2 separate regions of the Oryzias latipes genome follow, and region 2 is linked to region 1. A link is a contact called in public Hi-C data. All regions are on one chromosome and are shown on one strand. The core of a region is the stretch at or near the end of the contact, and the rest is flanking DNA. Distances in the headings are between cores, read along the strand shown. Region 1 overlaps zc3h3 (zinc finger CCCH domain-containing protein 3). Region 2 holds the start of mafa (transcription factor MafA).

What was found. A called contact is a pair of places that touch in the nucleus more often than the background predicts.
Region 2: a contact with region 1 is called in a Hi-C map of gastrula embryo, with 2.1 times the contacts expected there. The contact joins the promoter of mafa here to the enhancer-like site in region 1. A contact is called at or near these places in 3 of 5 Hi-C or Micro-C datasets (embryo and gastrula embryo).

What each region holds. Positions count from the first base shown.
Region 1 is chr4:21,970,475-21,973,832 of ASM223467v1, reverse strand. The region is part of intron 3 of zc3h3 (zinc finger CCCH domain-containing protein 3); the gene reads right to left. Among protein-coding and RNA genes, the nearest start is that of zc3h3, 5.6 kb to the right of the region's middle. Within about 2 kb of position 1,417, at least 1 of the 8 cell types and tissues checked has an H3K27ac peak or open chromatin away from gene starts, as enhancers often do. A contact at or near this core is called in gastrula embryo, where this site is marked.
Region 2 is chr4:22,044,288-22,047,455 of ASM223467v1, reverse strand. mafa (transcription factor MafA) reads right to left here and starts at 1,300. Exons shown (of 1, transcript XM_011474275.3): 1 at 1-1,300. The coding sequence starts at 560.

The DNA of each region.
Region 1 (3,358 bases), core at 168-2,667:
GCTCTAGGGTTAAATCCTTGACTGTATATGAGACCTGGAGCGAGTGAGTGTGATGTCACCAACAGAAAATGACAAACTTCCGCCTTCAGCAAAATGAAGTCCGTTCAGTCGCCGTTTTTTCACTTTATGGACGCCACCATGTTGGAGCCAGACGAGGTCAGTAAGCAGAAATTAGCCAACATTTCTATGGCAACAACTCTCACCAATCAGGAGTGAGCTTGTCAGAAGTCCACCCCACTAAAAACGAGCTCTGGAGAATCTGTCAATCAAACATTTCAAATGTGAGACCACACACTTTTATTCAGGCATCTGATTGGTTAGTTTAACACTTGACTATTTTGAAATAAAGAAAAAATATCATGGAAAAAACTGTGGATAATCAAGAACATTTAAAAAATAAGGCAGGGGAGCAAGAACAGTTAAGGCCCGTACACACCGGGACGAATATTCGCCAGGCGTTATTCGCCAGCGTTTTTCGCCACGTTTTTTGTGTTCACACCCAGGCGATTTTCGCTGACGATGAGCCGAGTGAACATGCAATTTCATTCCCTGACATTAGATGGCACTTAATGTAAAACAGAAATACTCCTGTACACAAGGTGGCGCTGCACAACTTTACGATTCTTAAAGTCGCTTTTTTACTCAGAAGAAGAGAGCAAGTATTTACGTGCTTGCCAGAATCATACAAAGAAAACATGAATACTTCAAGCACCAGTAGCTCCAACTGGTGCTTGGTTCGGGGATATTTTAGAATGTCCGTCATTATTTCTTCGCAGCTGTGTAGACGCTACTTGGCGTCTACCTTCTTCGCTGGTATGTGTGCTCAGCAAGGCAGTTTGATGTTTGAGCCCCCCCAAGTTGTGTTTTACTGTAACTTCAGAAGCTCCAGACACGTGTGCAAAAGCGCCGTTCTCATTGGTCGTATAGTTTTTGACGCGACGCATCAAACCAAAAAAACGAACCCGAGGCCTTTTTTAAAAAGTGACGCTTTGACGCGTGGCGTTTTTTCGCGTCGGTGTGCACACTCACATTGGTGCCCTTTGTTTAGTCACGAGGCGTTAAACGTCGGCGAATATCGCGGGCGAAATTGCATGCCTCTTCTAAAACTGACAGTATTTGTGTTTGTTATTTCCTCTTGAAAAAATGTTCCTACTTAAATATTCTTTGAAACCGCTTCAACTTTGAGGTTATCAACACGATCAGAAACCTATAATCGAGTCGATTTCGCAAACTTTTACAACCTAAATGTACAGAAATACATACGGAGACGCACACACCGCAGGATTTATTACAGTCTTAACTGCTTACTGAGGTTTATGCCCTCTTTAAATTAAACCACAGATAAGCAGCACCTCAGAGGAGGACCCATCCCCACCATCCCCCTTCACTCCATCCTGCCTGATGTAGGCAGGGGGGCACAAACTGGCCATTGGAGAGGAAATTAAGAACCATTGTTTGCAAGTGTATTATCATGCATGTGAGAGTGGTCATAAGGTTGTGTTTTTTAACGGGCTCATCTATAGGGACTCTGCTTCCCATCATTAGTAATTCAATTTGCTCTTTATTAGCAGCTCTTATCAGAGGCACAGACGGCTGAGAGGAGCTCTCCTCACTCCATCTTCCTCCGCCCCCTTCCACCTTTTCCTGCCGCTGAACGCCCGTCTTTAATTAGGGGCGCCTGTTTCTGTGGAGTAAAGCGTGGGGAGGAAAGGTGGCGGAGATGAGGACAGGGGAGGTTTCCGTCCGACTGCAGCTCGGAGGAGACAGCGAACTACAGGGAGGAATTAAGCCTAATGTTAATAGTGATGGCTTTTCTAATGTCTTCTGACTTCGTCAAGAGCGGGAGATTACGCTGGGATGGGCACGACGAGTGCGGGGTACACAGAATGACCGCAGGGGTTGGTGGGGCACGAACAGGGAAGCGAGAGGGGGGCAGTGGCTGTAAAACAGTGATTGCTTTCCATCAGGTTAGGCCTATATTCTACAGTTCGTTAAAACAATCCAATTTGCAAACGGATAATTATGCATTAGCTCCTTTTATCTGCTGGAGGGAGAGCGGTGCCAGGGCATGATAGCGGCACCGCCGCCTGCCTCCACCTCTGCAAATTACCCGCTATCTGCACTTGTTCACCATCATGGCTGAATTGGGCAATCAATTAACCCCCACCTCCACCCCACCCCCCCACTCCCTTTGCTCCTCCACTCAGTCTGAATGCCTGTCCCGTGACAGCAAGCAGGATGCCGTCACTTTAGCAGGAGATGTGGTCTGCCGCCCTCTGCTGGACACACCAGGTAGCAGCTGCAGTCACCCAGAGGTGCAGTTATCTCCTCCAAAGGGATGTGCATGGAGGAGCAAGCAGAGTGTGTGTGTGTGTGTCTGTGTGTGTGTGTAGGGTCATTTATCAAACATAACTTGCAGAAAAACATTAGAAACTAAAGTTGTGTTACTTCTATAGCAAGTTGAACTGATCAGACATAGATTTAGCTCATTATCACCAGATGATCACGTGTGTTTGATGCAGATTTGAACCACTAAGGGAGCAGCTTGGGAAGAAAGAAGCAATTTAAAGCTGAATGTGTATGTCTGTCAGGTTTAAGCTGCAATAAAAGCATTCTTTGGTTTCCTCTAATCAGTAGAATAAGAATCAATAGATTCTTTCAAAATCCTAAGCATTTATTGAACTATTTTTTTAAAGATGGCAACAAAGTTCGATTTTTTTAAGAATGGAGGAGATTTCTGATATTTTTTATCTTACTGGCTATAAATATTTCTTTTATTACTGTTTCTTGCACTTAATAAGGAAAACTACAACTTTTTCAGTTCAGGAAACATTGGTCCCTCGTTTATTGCAGGAGTTATGCTCTAAAATTAACCCGCAATAGGGAAAATCCAGGATGCAGTCAGCTTTGTGTTCTACAATTGTTATAAATGTTTTAAGGAGAGGGGGTTTATGGCCCACCCAGGGTAATACGATATTTTATAAACATTATTTTTTCGTCTGCTTCTGATTCACAACAATTTGAATAAAGAAATACTCAGAAATGCAATTTTAAGCTTAATCTTCTCTATAGATGTCCTCCATCATCAGAAAAATGCTACAACAGGTTAAAAACACCATTTTCATCAGAGTGGGTCCTTAAATTAATCTTCATCTGGATTGCTTCAGGAATTTGAGCATGAAACCCAATCTAAAATCCATTCTGTCAGCATGGAAGCCTAACTTTTTCTCTGGAGGTATTTGTTTCCCTAAAAACAAAATTACCCAGCAGGCACTAATTCCACAATTAGCCTGTTTGAAATGTTCTTTAGTAAAAAGAGATTTTTGGAAAAGCTTATTATAATAAATAATTACCAAAA
Region 2 (3,168 bases), core at 51-2,550, 74 kb before region 1:
TGGCCGTGGTGGTGGTGGTGATGGTGGTGGTGGGGCTGGTGGTGGTGCGCGGCGGAGGCCGCGGACAGGTCCTCCCCCATGTATTGCTGCCCGCGGAAGCCCTCGTAGGCCTGGTGGTGGTGGTGGTGGTGCGCGTTGCCGATCAGGGCTTCCACCGCGTCCTCGGGCGTCAAGTTGAGCGCCTCTGGATTGATGTGGTGCTGGTAACTCGGGATCCAGTACAAGTCCTCCAGCTGGGGCTTGGCCGCACCGCTGTGATTGTTGGTGCCGCTGCTGTTGTTGCTGTTGCCGCTGCTGTTCACGCTTCCACCTGCGCCCAGGCCCTGGCCGGGCTGCGTACCGGGACTCGGGGCGCAGAAGCTGGGCGAGGAAGGCACGGACGAGCAAGGGGTGCTGATCGGTGTGGAGGACAGGGAGCCGGACGGGAGGCGGTGACAGTAGCGGTCGGCCTCCGGCGGCTCCTTCTTCACCTCGAACTTCATTAAGTCGAAGTCGTTGACGTACTCGATGGCCAGCGGGCTGTTGGGCAGCTCTGCGCTCATGGCAAGGTCGGTGGCCATGTCAGTCCATGCGACGACTCCCGCCCTCACAGCCAAACCGACCGCGGGCAGACCTCTCGAATACAGATTGCGAGAAGGAAAACCAGCCTGTGTGGTGTATATATAGGCACACGCACACGCCCGGTGCGTGGAGCTGCTGCAGGGCCGCGGGTGGGAGGAGAAAGTTAAGGCTGCTCGGACAACTTCTATATTTAGTGGCGTGATAGGACGTATGCATGTAAATGAACTTGTACACCTGCCAGCGCGCCTCCGCTCGCCGCTCTTGTTGACAACTTATCCCCGGTCAGATGGACGCCCCCGAAGCGGCTGAAACGCGAGAAAGCAGCCTATCTGTCCTCGCTTCACCTCTGCGCGAATTCGCCTCCTTCTGATTTACAGTCCTCGGTTCGACTTTTTTTTTCCCCAAGCATCCAACACTTTAAAAAAGCATGGTGAGGTCTCTGCACAAGCAAAGTTTCTCGCGCTGTCACAGAGCGCGGCACACGCGTGCGTAAAAGTGTGCCAAAAAAGTAACAAATCCAAAAGGTGCGCTGGGTTCTGCAGGAGTTTTCCTCTTAATTTGCAGGACTTCTGCAAATTCGGTTCCGCACGTGGCCCTCGCACCTCTGTCCGCGCGCCGCTAACCTCACTGACTGGATGTTTGGGGAATGTGGCTCAAAGATGCAAAACTCCACTTGATTTGAGCCTTTGTTCCTGATTCCTCTGAGCTTCACAGTTAAAACCACACAGTGTCAACGAGCCTCCGGGAGGCGGGCACTTATAAATACAGTGTCCCCCCTCCCCATCATCGCGCCAGCCCTCAGCGCAGAGCCCCTCCTCCTGTACGTACCCTCCCACACTGAGGTGTATCAGACCAATGAGAGGAGATCCCAGCTCCGAAGTTGCATCCTCCCGCAGAGCAGCCTCCGCTCCGAAAACAACCGAGCGGAGCCGAAATGGGGGGTGCGGGTGGGACAGGCAGAACAGGTGCGGCAGATCCCCCCCCTCTAGTGACCGAGGGAGCGCAACTGCACGGCGGTAAGACGAGATCTGCGGGAGTTTCTGAGAGAAAAAATGTTTGCTTGGAAGACTTTTGTGAAATGTGAGGACTCTGTGCGCACGTCGAGTTCCAGAAAGAGGCGCTTCCAGGTTTTTCATCCGGGGGTCACGATCCAGACTGATGGTTAAGGTTAAATCTAGTTTTGCAGGACACAATAATCTGAAATAACTCCAAAAAATTGGCTTCACCGCTCAAATGAAGTTAGTTATTGTTCTTAAATTCTAAAAGTCACTTTACGTACATTTTAAAACTAATCTTGTAATCTTTTAGACTTAATATGCACAATTTGCAGCTTTCTGGAGGACTGTCAGCGTCTTCTTCAAACCATTACACAGAGTGCAAGGATACACTTGAAAAAACTTTTAGAAATGTTGTGAACTTCTGTTTTTGAACTCCTATAACGCACACATTCACCCAAAAACCAAAGGGAAAGATATGAATTATGATTTTATTAAACGTTTTGAGCACAGAAACAAACTGAACTGAGTTTAATTTTTCTAACACACCCCATTTTCCAAATAACGACAAACTTCTAACATGCGCACGGGGCATAAACGGAATGTAAACAGAAAGGTTTATGGAGAAGTAAACAAGAGTTAAAGTTCACTTTAAATAATTGGATTAAAACAACAAAAAAGGCTCCTCTTCTTTAAAACCGCTTTCATATCAACTTCCTTTACATAGGACTAGGGCAGGAAGGCGCGCCGGACCCCTGACACCACAAACCGTCAAATCAATCCATCCCGGATCGATTTAAGGCCGCTCGCCTGCGTGCCAAAAAGAGGGCGGGGGAAATCGATGCGCATTTCCGCGCGGGGGCCGCGCGCGCGTTAAGTATGATCGGCGGTTTTCATTGGCAATTAACCACAAACTGCATCCAGACTCACCCGAGAGGATCGACGGGTAATTAAGCCCCGCCGCTGCGAGCACTGCTCCACTCTGCACACATCTGTCTCCCTTTTTCCCCTTCTTTTTTTGCTTGAGGGGTGGGGGCTTTCGGTTTTTACGGTGGTGGGTGGGTGGGTGGGTGGGGGGTAATCAAAGCAAAAGGCTGAGCAGTTTGTCGATATAGCTGATAAGTATGAGTGCAGCGCAGCTCAGAGGCGCAACAAATTATTTCTGGGTCTCCAGGAGTAATTGGATCCACGGCCCCCCCCAAAGGTCCCCTGTCTCCTTTAGACCTAAAAGTGATCATTTTTAAAACAAGAAAAAAATGCGTATGCCAATACACGTCCCACGATGCGATACCAATCCCGATATCATACCGGAACACATTTTCTTTTCTATTTTTTTTTAAATATGACTTAAGAAAAAAACGAATATCAATATGTCCGTCATTACAATAAAATTGTAAAATTCAGTTTACTTAATGATCACAATGTTAACCATATATATAAGTTGCTTTTACCCAAGCAAATTCAAAGTGCTTTTATTTTGGTAATTTAAAATATATAAAAGGGAACAGTCAACAGGTTTTTCAACAACCTAATACCAATTTTCATCGCAGTTGGTCCTTAAGTATAGCTCTGGACGAATTTTGGACCACTATCACAATCCTAGTTTTATTAA